Regions from separate parts of the Sus scrofa genome. Here region 1 is linked to region 2. Evidence: chromatin contacts called from public HiChIP or PLAC-seq data. All regions are on one chromosome and are shown on one strand. Each heading gives the region's core, a stretch centred on a gene start, on an enhancer-like site or on the middle of the called end of the contact. The rest is flanking DNA. Distances are from core to core; before and after follow the strand shown.

Evidence for each region. HiChIP or PLAC-seq counts read pairs in DNA pulled down with a chosen protein or histone mark.
Region 1: an H3K27ac HiChIP or PLAC-seq map of alveolar macrophages shows a contact between it and region 2. The contact joins the promoter of MAP1S here to the promoter of FCHO1 in region 2. A contact is called at or near these places in 2 of 47 Hi-C or Micro-C datasets (epiblast stem cells and heart right ventricle) and 2 of 2 datasets of contacts at active chromatin or transcription factors (alveolar macrophages and skeletal muscle).

Annotation. Positions count from the first base shown.
Region 1 is chr2:60,023,075-60,030,646 of Sscrofa11.1, reverse strand. It overlaps MAP1S (microtubule associated protein 1S), which reads left to right and starts at 1,767. Exons shown (of 7, transcript NM_001243185.1): 1 at 1,767-1,922; 2 at 3,153-3,254; 3 at 4,925-5,007; 4 at 6,076-6,216; 5 at 6,913-7,572. The coding sequence starts at 1,802.
Region 2 is chr2:59,986,599-59,993,885 of Sscrofa11.1, reverse strand. FCHO1 (F-BAR domain only protein 1) reads left to right here and starts at 3,375. Exons shown (of 28, transcript XM_013987487.2): 1 at 3,375-3,463.

The sequences.
Region 1 (7,572 bases), core at 518-3,017, 38 kb before region 2:
GACATACCTTGGCATCTCAGGGCCCTTTAAGACCAATTAGAATGAACACTAGGAGTTCCCATCGTGGCGCAGTGGTTGGCGAATCCGACTAGGAACCATGAGGTTGCGGGTTCGGTCCCTGCCCTTGCTCAGTGGTTAAGGATCCGGCGTTGCCGTGAGCTGTGTGTAGGTTGCAGACGCGGCTCGGATCCCACGTTGCTGTGGCTCTGGCGTAGGCTGGCAGCTACAGCTCTGATTGGACCCCTAGCCTGTGAACCTCCATATGCCGAGGGAGCGGCCCTAGAAATAGCAAAAAAAAAAAAAAAAAAGTCAAAAAAAAAAAAAAAAGAATGAACACTAATGATCATAACTCATAGCCTTGGGCAAGAGGAAAAGCCTAGACTTTAGGCAGAAGGTCCTAGGTTCCAGTCCTGACTCAAATCAAATAAATACACATTAAGGAATAAATGAATGAATGAGTGAACGAATGAATGGTGATGAATGAGATTTTCACTCCCATTTCTCAACCCCTTATCATGCACTTCCCAGATGCCCAGCCTTGTCCTGCAAAAGGCCAGGACCCCAGAAAGACCTCAGCCTGGTTCAGCCTCCAACAATGTCCTACCCCAGCTGGGGAGACAGAATCTGACATAGACACACCCACTCCTATTATTGCTGAGAGCAGTAATAGAAGAAATCATAGGCAGCTAGGAAACAGGGAAGAGAGCCAAGGGGCAGGGACCAGGATAGAGGAAGGATGCCAGGGCCAAAAAGAAAGGAAGTGGAGCTTTCAAATGTCAGACGTTAGCACGTGGCCAGAGACTGTTACACACTGACCAGGGAGGAAGTTCCGTTGAACAGATAAGGAAGGGCAGTGGAAGGCTGATCCCAGTTCTTTTCATTTGTCTTGATTGGTTTTGTATACCTCTCAAGATGGGGCGGTCACTCCTGAGAGAGACAACCCAGCCCTTCGTGGGTATGGGCCACGTTCAAAAAGTCTGATGCAACACGATTCTGCAAGTAATGGCCGTCATGGGTAAAAAGGGCTGAATGCGATTGTTGGGGGGAGAGAGGGGTGCCCATGTGTGCCAGTCAGTCCCTTCAGAGGTTAGATCTAGAATCGCGCTCACCTGGAATTGAATCTCTCTCTTTCTTATGGGTGTGGTAACTTCATCTCTCCAAGTCTGTTTTCTTTCCATTCCTCTGAAATAGCCGTAACAACAGCACTGACCTTAGGTTTATGCATGTATTCAGTGAGCTAATGGAGTGAAATGCCTGGTATTTGGTAGGTGCAGAATAAATAAGTGCGGTGCTCTGCTCCAGGCCCAGAGTGCTTCGGAATGTGTCCCAAATTCACAAGTACTTTCCTACCTCTAAAACTTTGCCTGGTGCTCTAACTTGTGCCTTACGTGACTGTCTGTTGCCCCGTCAACCACATCTATCACCTCAGAGATAGCCTTCTTTTTCTCTGCTTAAGCCCTGACATAGGGAACTGGGACCATCTGGGACGCGGTTCTGATTGGGCCCACCGTGATGTGATAAGTTTGCAGAGGGCAGATTCTGATTGGCATGTAGTGGGCACACAGTGAGGGTTTGTTGAATGAATGAATGAATGAATGAATGAATCAGCTGTCATTTGGGCAGGGGTGCCCAATGACATCCGAGTCCGTAACCCCCATCTCCCTAGACCTCAAAGGGTGGGGGGGGGGCAGACAACTGGCTAGGAGGGGTTTCCGGGCGGGGTCTTCAGCCCTTCCGGTCCTGCCCCCTTAAGGGGCGGGAACAGTGGGGCGGGCGCCGGGAGCGTCAGGGCGGCGCGAAGATGGCGGCGGCGGTGGCGAGGCCCGGGGCGTCGGAGGCACCCAGCTCGCTGCTGCTGGTGGTGGGCGGCGAGTGCGGGTCCCCGGGGCTGCTAGCCTATGTGCTGGAGGAGCTTGAACGAGGTCGGCCCCGCCTGGGGACGCGGGGTCCGGGAAAGGGGGCGCGATCGCCTATCTCGGCCCGAGGGCCGGAGGATGGAGCGGCCGGGGCGGGGACCCGGGGGCGGCTGGATCCAGGGGTCCCTGGGCTGCGATCCCTTACGGTTAGGCACATGGCGCAGGTAGAGGCCGTGGGTGCTCGTGGAGGAAGCAGCGTATGGGGTTGGGCTGGGCTGCCCCGCCCCGAGCGGGGTACAGACCGGGAAGGGAGGAGAACGACACAGGCTTGGGCTTTGGGACCTGCGCTATTGGGCAGCAGGGGCAGCGGCTCCGCTTCCTGCCCTCCCGGCCCGCCTCGAATCCCCGGGTCATAGCAGTATGGATATCCTGGAGGGAGGAGCTGGCCCAGAGCCCCCGGGGCCCACTTTCTGTTGCTACATGAGGATCTGCTAATTGGGGTGTTGGGGTGTGGGCGGGTGCGGCCTGCCTATGGGATTTGGCACCTGAGGAGGTGAGTCATAGGTGCACCTGCAAAGTTCACCTGCAACCGCTTGTCACGGTGGGACCGGCGGGCGTGGTGCACCCCACACCGTGGTTGGAGGGCATTCATTCATCTGCGTCTCTCAGATCAGGCCAGTAAAATGAGACGGTAGCACACGTCTCAGTTCACGTGCTTGGGGAATGTTACCTCACAGGGCATCAAGGCTAGAATGGGGACCAGCAGGTTCAGCCCTGCCCTCACAGAACTAACGGCCTAGTGGAGGGGTGGACTCAAAGTGAGGAGATGGGTCATGTTTTATGCTCAAATGATGTCGGGAGTGCTCAGAAGACTGCAAAGAGAGGATCTGAAGGGTGGGGAGGCTGGGAGAAGAGCCTCTGGGTTATGCGAACAGTAACAGTTCCATGCAGAGACTCAGAAGTGGAAGCTGTGCCTGGCAGGATGAAGGAACAGTGACGCGAGTGGGGAGGACGATGGAGGAGAGGAGATGACTGTTTAGGAGGCAGGAACTTTCTTGCCAATGTCCTGAGTCTTCTCTGTAAAATGCCTGTTATGCTTTGGCTTCCAAGATGGTAGATGCAGTGAGATCCTTTGGGTGATTGGGTGGTTCTGAAGCTCCAGGCTGCGAGGTGCAGGGGCAGGTTGAGGCGAGCGGGATGTGGCAGCCCTGCTTGTCAGATGCTAGTTAGCGAAATATTCTAGGGGCTGGGGAGCCCAACCGATTTCCCACCTCACTTCCCCATCCTCCTCACCAGGCATCCGGTCTTGGGACATTGACTCTGGCATCTGCAGCCTCAATGAGCAGCTCAAGGTCTTCGTGTCCCGGCACTCGGCCACCTTCTCCAACATTGTGAAAGGTGAGGCTGGGGACCTTGCATGCCCCACCTGCTCCCCTTCTGCTCATTCACTGGGGAGATGTTCTCTGAGTGCCAGTAGTGTGGCAGGCATGGGGATGGGTTATGGCTGTAAATAACCACAGAAATAATACAGCAGAGGTCTACTGAGTGCAGAGCAGGGCCAGGCTCTGAGCCAGAACTGACTCCCTTGGTCATCACCCCCTCACCCCATCCAAGGCAAGAACTTGTGTTTTTATCCCCATTGGACAGATGCAGCAGCCAGGTGTGGGGGCAGGGAAACCTATGAGGAGGGTCTTTTTGGATGAGAGGCAGTTGGGGCGGGTGTGTAGGGTGGAGGGAAGGGTCCGGGTGAAGGGACAGGACATTTGGAAAGTGAGGGGCTGCTGAGCAGGACTGGAAGGTGGAACATGGGCCTGGGCGGCGGGGACTGTGTCTGGTTTATGGCTGATTCCTGCACAGGACCAGGTACACAGTAGATACTTAATGGACGGGAAGCTGAGAAAACAAGATTGGGGAGGGGGTCGAGATTCCTGCACCTGCCCCATACTGCCTGTGGCTTTCTGGGGATTTTGGGGTGACCAGGGTGAACAGAGCAGCTGCTAGGCAGGGCCTTGTTGTTGCCTGCAGCTCCCCCTGCCTCAGCCAGCCTGTTGAGTCACCTCTGGGCTGCTGTAGGAGGGGAAGGAAGTGTCTGTCGCCTCATTGTCCCAGCAGTTCCTGGTGGCTTCCTGACCCTCACTTTATGGGGGGAAGGGGACTGGAAATCCTGTCTGCTCTGTGCGACCTTGGCGGCACTTCCTCTCTCTGTGCCTTAATTTCCACACCTGATGGGGCAATATCCGTATGTGATAAGAAGCCTGTGATAAACTGATAAAAGGTAACCAGCAGGAGTTGCCATTGTGGCTCGGTGGGTTATGAACCCGAGTAGTGTCCATGAGGATGTGGGTTTGGTCCCTGGCCTTGCTCAGTGGGTTAAAGAACTGGCATTGCTGTGGCTGTGGTGTAGGCCCATAGCTGCAGCCCTATTCGACCCCTAGCCTGGAAACTTCCATAGGCCACAGGTGCAGCCCTGAAAAGCCAAAAAAAAAAAAAAAAAAAAAGTTACCAGCAGTGGAGTATCCTTGCCTCTCCAAACCCAGAGCCCGGTGCTGCTTCATATTTGGAATATATCTGGGCTCTAGGGGACAGACAAAGTTTTGGATCCCAGAACCCCCTGCTCCAACCCCACCTGCCACTTCCTGATCCTCAGACACACAGAGCTCAATCATGCCTCAGGGCCCTTGCCAATGTTGTACTCTTTTCCTGGTGTCCCCTCCTTGGACTTCCCTGGGTTCAGTCTCCTTGTTTATAAAATGAAGGTGACCTCGGCATCCCCCAAGGGGCTGGCAGCTGCAGTTTGGGGCCTCAAGCAGCAGAGGCCTTGTCATCACTGGTGTTTGCACGAGGCCTGCCACAGGCGGGTTTCCTGTTCTTGCCTCATCCTGACCTGCAGCTCTCACATGCCTGTTAATCCCAGGATGACCCCCTGGCTGGGGTTCCTGGGAAACAGAGTCCTGGAGGGGCTTGTGGCTGCCTGGGGTCACATAGTGAGGCAGAGCTTGACCCCAGGACAGCCTAACCCCCACGTATGGGGCTCAGTGCCACACTCACAGGGCCTGATTCCCCCGTAGGCCAGCGGAGCCTGCACCACCGTGGAGATACCCTGGAGACGCTGGTCCTTCTGAATCCATCAGACAAATCCCTATGTGACGAGGTAGGAAACGGTAGGCTCCTGGGGGAATTGGGCTGCTGGGGTGGGCACCATTCCCTGTCCTCTGACTTCATATTGCCTGAAGTCCTGCTCCTGATACCCAGCAGCAGTGCCCCTCCCCCAGGAAGCCTCACGTGATGGCACCAGCCTCAGTTTATTCCCTTCTCAGAGCTGGTGATGGGAGCAGGTAGAATCAGAAAAGGTTGGAGTTTGGGAGGAACGGATGGGATAGGGAAGGTCTGGAGGTGGGAAGGCAAGACCTGGCTGATGTTTGCATCCTATGTGTTCCCTCTGGACCCCAGTAATTGTCTCAATTGATTTCTTAATACTTCTGACTTGTGGACATCTGCACTCTTCTCTCAGTTTTCCATGAGAAAGATGAACAAGATAGAGCCCCAGATCTAGAGATCCTTGTGCAGATTGATTCCTCTGATCAAAAGTGCTCCCTGGGAGTTCCCATCGTGGCTCAGAGGGTTAAGAACCCTACTAGTATCTGTGAGGATGTGGGTTGGATCCCTGGCCTTGCTCAGTGGATCAAGGATCTGGTGTTGCTCTAAGCTGTGGTGTAGATTGCAGATGCGGCTCAGATCCAATGTTGCCGTGGCTGTGGTATAGGCTGACTGATAGTGGTGGCTCCGCTTCGACCCCTAGCCTGGGAATTTCCACATGCCGCAGCTGCAGCCCTAAAAGGCCCCCCAAAAAAACAAAAAACAAAAAAACGCTCCCTGAAGGAGCTTTGGAGGAGACAGACTCAGACACAGTACCTTCTTCCCTGTGGCATTGGGGCTGGGCCAGTGGGAGGGGTGGGCTTGGGGCATCAGGGCTTCCAGGAGGAGGGGGCATTGGAGCTGGGCTTTCTAGATTGAGCAGGAGTTGGTGGGGGCGGGTACACAAAGACCAGCAGGATGCCCATAGGCTACAATCTCAGCTTCTAGTTTAGCACTGGCTAGGATGTTGGGGCGACAGGAGTGAGTGGTTATATATAGATTTGGGGCTGGGGACGACCCTGAAGTGGGGTGTTGGCTATCTCAATGCACAGAATATGGCCTTGAACACTTCCTCCTCCCTTAGCTCCGGAATCTTCTTTTGGACCCTGCTTCTCACAAGCTGCTGGTGCTGGCTGGGCCATGCCTGGAGGAGACAGGGGAACTGCTGCTACAGACGGGGGGCTTCTCACCTCGCCACTTCCTCCAGGTCCTGGGGGACAAAGAGGTAAGCCATCCCTTCCCCATCCTGCCTCTGATTTCTGGTTTCTCCCCACTGGGCTGAGTGGTCCCAGTCACCTGCTGTCCCCACTGAGCAACATCCCTTCCTCCCCTGTGGAATGACAGTGACAACATATGTTGTCAGAGCCCAGTCCCATTACTCACTACAGTGTGTGGTCCGAGGCTGGGCCCGTAGATCAGCAGATGTTCCAGAGGCCTCAAGGGGTACCCCAGATTCTAGGTCCCATCTGGGGCAGAACTAGATGGGGTCCCTTCTGGACCCTTTAGTCTAGGTGGGGCAAATGAGCAAAAAACCTCTGGCCAACCATGTTTTCATGTTGTAGTGAGTAATATAGTGATGGTGAAATAAGAACCAGTACACAGAGGTGAGGGTGCAAGGTGGCGTATGGAAGGCCTTCCTGGAGGAAGCTTTGCTCTCGGAGGTGAGAACAGCTAGTGCAAAGGCCCTGGGGCAGGGAGAGTGAGAGAGGATGGGGGAGGGCAGGTGGGGAACAGGTGGCAAGCAGGACCATGGCCTCTCCTGGGCTGTGGCGAGCACTGGGTTCTGTCCTGAGGGCAACAAGGGTGGGCAAAAGCTGCTCCCAGCTCCACAAGGCAGATCAGGGCTGTCTTTGCTTAGTCTCCCTAAGGGGCTGGCTGTTGCCTGGCTCCAGGTGCCCCCTTCACCATCCCCCCTTTACAGATCCGGGATCTCCTGGCCTCCACACCCCCACCTGTGGACCCGCCCAAGCTCACCATCACCTGTCCGACCTTCGGTGACTGGGCCCAGCTGGCACCTGAAGTGTCTGGCCTCCAGGGCGTGCTCCAGCTGCAGTTAAACCCTCCCGTGCACCTGCCGGCTTCCGAAGGCCTGCGTGAGTTCCTGGAGTATGTGGCTGAGTCGCTGGAGCTGCCGTCCCCCTTTGAGCTGCTCGAGCCTCCGGCCTCCGTGGGCTTCCTCCGGCTCGCCCGGCCCTGCTGCTACATCTTCCCTGGTGGCCTCGGGGATGCTGCCTTCTTCGCTGTCAACGGCTTCACCGTGCTGGTCAACGGGGGCTCTAACCCCAAGTCAAGCTTCTGGAAGCTGGTGCGGCACCTCGACCGGGTGGATGCCGTGCTGGTGACCCACGCGGGCGCCGACAGCCTCCCTGGCCTCAACAGTCTGCTGCGGCGCAAGCTGGCAGAGCGCGATGAGGCAGCTGCTGGCGGGGGCTCCGGGGACGACCGGCTGCGCAGGCTGATCTCCCCCAACCTGGGGGTTGTGTTTCTCAATGCCCGGGCGGCCGCCTCGCGGCTGGTGCGTGGCGAGGACGAGGCAGAGCTGGCCCTGAGTCTCCTGGCCCAGCTGGGGATCACACCCCTG
Region 2 (7,287 bases), core at 2,126-4,625:
CAAATCCAACTAGAACCCATGAGGTTGCAGGTTTGGCCCCTGGCCTTGCTCAGTGGGTTAAGGATCCAGCGTTGCTGTGAGCTGTGGTATAGGTCACTGACGCAGCTCAGATCTGGCGTTTTTGTGGCTCTGGCGTAGGCTGGCGGCAACAGCTCTGATTAGACCCCTAGACTGGGAACCTCCATATGCCACGGGCATGGCCCTCAAAAGACCAAAAAAAAAAAAAAGAAAAGAAAGAAAGAAAATCCACATTGATGGCATGTGCCCTGGACATGGTGTGATGAGAAGGGGGCTTCACCTTTGTGATCTTCTCCAAACCCATCAGCCCAGTTTAATCCAGAGAAAAACATCAGACAAATTCCAATTGTGGGCAATCATATTACAATACAGAAATGTATCAAATCAGGAATTCCTGCTATGACCCAGTGGGTTAAGAATCTGACTACAGCAGCTCCGGTTGCTGGGGAGGTGCAGGTTCGATCCTGGCCCAGAACAATGGGTTAAAGGATCTGGCGTCACCACAGCTGTGGCTCAGGCCCTGGCCCGGGAACTTCCATATGCTGGGATCTTCCATATGCTGTGGGTGTGGCTTTAAAAGAAAAAGAAAAAGAAAAAAAGTATCAAATCCACATGTTCTACACATTAAATTTACCCAGTTATAGGTCAAATATAGTTCAACTTGAAACAAAATTTTTTAAAAATCCTGATCGAGGGTCATTCTACAAACACCTGACTAGTTCTCAAAACTGTCACAGTCATCAAAGCCAAGAAAGTCTGAGAAACTGTCTTCGCCCAGAGGAGCCTGAGGAGACATGATGACAAGATGATCCTGGATGGGATCTTGGGACAAAAAAAGAACATGAAGAGAAACTGAGAAAAATATGAACAATGTATATATTTTAATTAATGTCTCAGTATTAGTATACTAATTGTGACAAATGGACCATACTAACATAAGATGTTAATAATAAGGGAAATTGAGTGTGGGATACACAGGAACTTGCTGTATTATCTTCTCAATAATTCTGTAAATGGAAAACTATTCTAAAATTAAAAGTTTATTTTTATTGGTACAACCACTGTGGAAAACAGTATGGAGGTTGCTCAGAAAACTAAATATAGAACTATCATATGATCCAGCAATCCTACTCCTGGGCATGTATCCAGGCAAAACTTTTATTCAAAAAGATACATGTGGAGTTCCTGTTGTGGCGCAGTGGAAATGAATCTGACTAGGAACCCTGAGGTTGCGGGTTCAATCCTTGGCCTCGCTCAGTGGTTAAGGATCCAACATTGCCATGAGGGTGGTGTAGGTCGCAAACGAGGCTCAGATCTGGCGTTGCTGTGGTGTAGGCAGGCAGCTACAGCTCCGATTAGACCCTTAGCTGGGAACCTCCAAATGCCACACGTCTGGCCCTAAAAAAAAAAAAAGAAAGGAAAAAAACATGCACCTCTATGTTCTCAGCAGCACTATCCACAACAGCCAAGACATGGAAATAACCTAAAAGTTCATTGGCAGATGAATAAAGATGTGATACACATACACAATGGAGTACTACTCAGCCATAAAAGAATGAAATAATGCCATTTGCAGTAACATAGATGCAACCAGAGATTCTCATATGAAGTGAAGTAAATCAAAAAGAGAAAGACTAATACTGTATGATATCACATACGTGGAATCTTAAATATGGCACAAATGAACCTATCTACAGAACAGAAATAGACTCACAGACATAAGAGAACAGACTTGTGGCGGCCAAAGCGGGGGGGGGGGTAGGAGGGGAGTGGGATCGACTGGGAGTTTGGAGTTAGTAGATGCAAACTATTACCTTTGGAATAGATAGGTAATGAGGTCCTGCTGAACAACACAGGGAACTATCCAATCTCTTGGGATAGAACATATGGAAGATAATATGGGTAAAAGAATATATATGAATATATACATACACTGCGTCACTTTGATGTACAGCAGAAATTGACAGAACACTGTTAATCAACTATACTTTAATAAAAAAACTTTTTAGGATTTTCCGTTGTGGCTCAGTGGGTCAAGAACCTGATGCTACAAGCTGCAGCATAGGTTGCAGATGTGGTTGGGATCTGGCATTGCTGTGGCTGCGGTTTAGGCTGCAGCTCCTATTTGACCCCTAGCCTGGGAACGTCCATGTGCCACAGGTGCAGCCCTAAAAAAAAAAAAAATTTTTAAGTTTACTTTTAAAAAACCCTGTAGTTGCCATGGGGAACATGGATTGTCTGGGGCAGAGGTGGAGGCAACCAGAGGTCCAAGTAGGAAGCCCGGGCAGCGTCAAGACTGGAGATGACTAGGCCTGGGCTCAGGTCACTACAGGTTACAGAAAAATGAGTAAATTTGGGGTGTTTCAGAGTCACAGGGCTAGCAGGACCAACGTGGATGATGAAAGGAAGAGGAGACTCCTCGGGAATTCCAGGCCTCTGGCCAGGTTCCTGAGACGCCTTTCTAAGCTGAGGAAGTTGGTGGAGGACAGGCCTGGAGGCAGTCAGATCAGCTCGGTATCCAAGTGGAGGGTGGATGGAGACAGGCACTGTATAAATCTCATTTTATGAGAACTCAGTTGAAGGCAAGGCACCTGAGCCTTTCAGATTTGTGATGTTAACAACATTGTTAAGGATGGTTCTCCCCGGGAGTTCCCATGGTGGCTCAGTGGTTAACGAATCCGACTAGGAACCATGAGGTTGTGGGTTCGATCCCTGGCCTTGCTCAGTGAGCTGTGGTGTAGGTCACAGACAGGGCTCGGATCTGGAGTTGCTGTGGCTCTGGCGTAGGATGGTGGCTACAGCTCTGATTGGACCCCTAGCCTGGGAACCTCCATATGCTGCGGGTGCGGCCCTAGAAAAGACCAAAAAAAAAAAAAAAAAAAGGATGGTCTCCCCACCCCTGGGGCCAGATCCTGAGCATTCAGCCTCAGAAGGCTGTGTACTTGCTGTGTGGCCTACTGGAGTCTTCTCTGAGCCTCAGTTTCCCCATCTGTAAAATGAAAATCAATAATGTCCTGCTCACAGACTTTTAGGAGGGAGTCAAAGGAGTCCTTCTTAGTGTTTGGCACACTCAATAAACTGTAGTCACCCTTCCCACCCGGTGTCAGGTGGACGGAGCAGGACTTATCGCTTTAAATTATGCAAATAATTGCGGGTGGTTGTGGGGGATAGATTAAAAAAAGAGCCGCTTCTCTGACTCAGCCAATCAGTGCACTGGGCTGAAGGAGCTGGCCGCCTAAATGGCCCAATGGCTGGCCGCGAGCACTCAGAACCCGCCCCTGCCTCCCAGGCCGCCGTGGGGGTGGGGACTCTCTCGACCACGCCCCAGGGGCGGAGCCATCCTGTGGCCGCGCCGCAGCCGCGGAGGGAGGGGCGGGGCAGGCTCGGGTGTCAGCGACCGAGCCGCAGGTGGCCGCGGGCGCGGGGCTCGGCCCGAGTTCGGGAGGTGAGTGCTGCCCGGGAGACACCCCCGAAACCCTCTTGGATGCGCAGTACCCCAGGCGCATCGTGTCTGGCGGCCCTGCGGGTCCCGGAGGTCAAAGGCGCGGCTGGGCGTGAGGGATGGCGAACAGGGGGTGGGGGGCTGCGCTGTGGGCACCCGGTCCTACCCCGGGCCATAATCGGGGGTCCGCGGAGGGAGATAGAGGCCGCTCCCAAACCTTCCATCTCCTGGCCTAGAACTGGAGCGTGCATCCGGGCAGCTATAAAGCAAGACCCCTCCCCAAATCCCTTTATTCTAAGCCTGGATCTAGGTCTAGGTTCCGGGGCTGCAAAATGGGGATGCCTCTCTCTCTCCAGCTTAGGACCAGGACAACCGAAATGGAGACCACCCCCAAATTCCTTCTTCTCAGCACCGGTCTGCAGACCCCTGGGTAAAGAGATGAGGAACCCCTTCCTCCTTTTCTCTGCTATGAACCCCTATCTAGGCCTGGCCAAAAAGCAAGGGGTCCCCTGGCCCCTCCTCTTGAGTGTCCTTTTCCAGCCCCCTACCACAAGGATGGGGCGGGTCGGGGGCGGGGTGGCGTTTCACTAGCATCTTCTGCAGGAACCTCAAGGCTGGAATTTTGGGGAGGGGTCAGTGTGGGGTCCTTTACCTGGTAGCCACAGGCCAGGCCATGCCTGGAAGGTCCTGAAGCGTGGACTTGGGGGTGGTCCCTGCTTCAGTCGGTTTGGGGGGGGGGGTAGGCAGCCAGCATCTGTTCCCAGAGATTAAAATAAATCGAGGTAAATCAGGATCTTGCTGGAGGCTGAATGCAAGTGGGGTGCGGAGGAGGGTTAGGGGGTGGGCAGCCCCTCCATCTGCCTCATATCCCAGAATTCGCCCGCCCCAGCCGCAGTGGGGACCAGGACATGGCTTTGGATGGACTTGCCTCTCTAGTGACCTTGGGCAGGTGACAGACCTTCCTGAGCCTTGGTTTTTTCATTTGAAAATGGGGTTGGAGGCTTGGAGCCTGTATTCTACAGATTCTCAAACCCACCCACCCCATCTTTTGTCAAATTGTGACTCCACTCTTTTGCTTTAGATGTTGGGAGTTGGAGGTGAGAGAGCAATGGCTTGCTGGCCTCTGAGCCTCAGTTTACTGCACTGCAAATGGGTTGATAGTCACACTCTGGCATTGCTGGAGGGGTTGCTCTGCCAGACAATAAAACATCTTACCAAGCTGCCATCATCGGAATAGGGACTCTGCCTCCCTGGTCACACCGGCGGGACTGCCTGGGGCACACCTTGACCCACATACCTTCACCTACACCAGGGGCAAGCCAGTTCCTGGGCGGGATCCAGAGCAGGAAGAGGTGGGAGGCACTGGGACTGGTTCTCCCCAGTGCCTCCCACCTGGAGCTCCATCCCTGTAGTGGAGCTGGGAGCCCACCACTTCTGGGTTCAAATCCATCTCTCCTGCATGTGGCTCTGCCACCTGCAGTTTGGTGTATTCTGCTGTGAAACAGGATGAATCCCCCTTGGAAGGTCAGAGGCGACTCAGAAAGTGGGGGTGCTGTAAATGCAGACATGATCATTATAATACTGTAATCGTTAACATATTGTAATTATAATACTAATTACAATGTCACTGAGCACAAATGGGGTCACAGATGGCACAGGTAGGGGCAGGGGTAGGAGAGGGGAGGTCTGCAAATGTGTCGCCTGCGGTGTCTTCAGAGCTAGGGATTCAGGTACACAGTTGGTGCTCAATAGGTGTTTGCCAAGTAAAGTGATGGAGAGGGAGGGGAGCAGTGGAGAAGACTGAATAATTCCTGAGCGGGAGCTTAGATGCCATTCATGGCCGGTCACTGTGAGACACGGGGCTGTTGCTTCACTTGCCTTCTTGAGGGCGATGGCTGAGTTGAGACATTGCCTCCAAGTGCCACTATGAGAATCAAGACAGATTGTGTAAATGGTCACAGCCCTGGATGGCCAGCACTAGAGGGGAGGAAGTGCATGACAGAGCTGGTCCTGGAAACAGCATAGCCAAGAGGCCGGTCACTGGAAATGAAGAGAAAAACCCCAAACTGGCCCTACTGTGAGCAAACTGGAGTCCCAGGGGAGCAAATGACAGATCCTATGTTGCAGGACCCCAGAGGCCCAGAGAGGTCAGGGGCAACCCTAGGTCACCCAGTGAGAGGTCAGGGGCTCTGGATAACCGGTCAGGAGCGGGAGCCTTGCCTTCTTTGCTGACTTGGTTCCTGTCATGTTTTGTCTGTTCCTGGACCTGGACTGGCATAAAGCCCCAGGGTTTCGGGAATTGGTGCTGGGAGGCTGGATCTCCAGGCAGCACCCCAAGCCTGTATTAGACGCCACTACCGCCCCCCACCCCAGGGAAGGACTCTGTCCCTCATTTCTGGCAGCCAGAGGATGGGGGCATCCGGGTCAGCTGACAAGCTGCTGTGTGACCTTGGGCAAGTCAAGGTCCATCTCTGGGCTTTGCCCTGGTGCTACGGAGGGTGGGAGACCTAGGTTTGAGCAAGGATGACTTCGTCAGACACAGTGACCACTAGACAGGTGATCACCATGTCTCAATACTTTTAAAGGTCCCTGAAGGTGGTTTAATTTCTTTTAAAATCAAAAGAGGAAAACAAAAAAAAAGTAAAGCAAGCTTTGGGGTCAAAGAAAACATTTACTATATGGTATTAATATATTTGTTTCTATGCTAAACACAGTTGTAAAATATAGCTTAAATTTTCTTTTGTTTTTAGTGGAGGAAGGGGCCCATGAAAGCAGAAATGCCTCAGGCCTATAAAAGTCCTAAAGCGGCCCTGTGTTCGAGTCTTAGTCCTTCCATTCACAGGCTGTGCAGCCTTGGGCCTGTGGTGTCCCCTCGCTGAGTCTTGGGTTCCCCCCAGGAAGCAGGCATCACTGGCCCACCTCAGAATGCTGAGATGTGGAATGCTTAGCCCAGGGTTGGTGCTCAGTTTGTGGGTGCTGTTATTTCACAATTGTTGTCAAGATTATTTGCTTGGTAATAATAGCCTGAACCAGGGGGACTCAGCCTCAGTGTACCCACCCAGGGCCTGCAGGGCTCCAGGGAAGTCCCATGGGTGCTGGTCTGGAGAGGGGGAAGGTGAGGTGGCGGTTGGGCGGTGGGCGGGGCAGGGTGAGTTTCCTGTCCCCCAGACACACGGGCCTCTGCCTGGTGCTAACGGAAGTGGCAGGGACCACGTGGCTATCTCCTGGTGCCCGCCCCATCTGGCAGGGGCCCTGGCCCCACTGGCTGTCTGGTAAGTTCGAACCTTGGCCAGGAGGCCCCCACTGCCCCTCCTTGCCCCTGCTCAGGAACCGAAGGAGACCCTTCTACCTGGCAGGGGTTTCCGGAAAAACAGGAGGTGTCACTTCCTGGGCCGGGCGGGGGCCTGCGCAGGGCTACCCTTTGCTCCGTTCCCTGCCCCCCATTATGGCTCTGAGTGGTGGGACGCATTGCAGGGTGGTCGAGGGGACAGGGAGACCCAGATCCTCCCTGTGGTAGTTCTGAACAGGATTCTTTGACAGATGGGTGAGGGACAAAATCATAGTGACCCAGGGACAGTGAGTGACCGCTCTGTGCCTCAGTTTCCTCATCTGTAAAGTAGGGACTGAGCCCCATGGTATGTCTGTGAAGGTTGAATGAACTGGTACCTGTGAAGAGCTGGGCACAGCGCCGCACACTTACTGGTGCTCCGTGTGTTGTGGGGGGTGGGGCAGTCTAGTGGGAGTTGTAAAAACAGTAGCAAGATTGTTGGTTTCTGGGGAACTTGGGCCCACTGGCTCCTAGGATCCTTTAGAGCAGCACTGTCTAG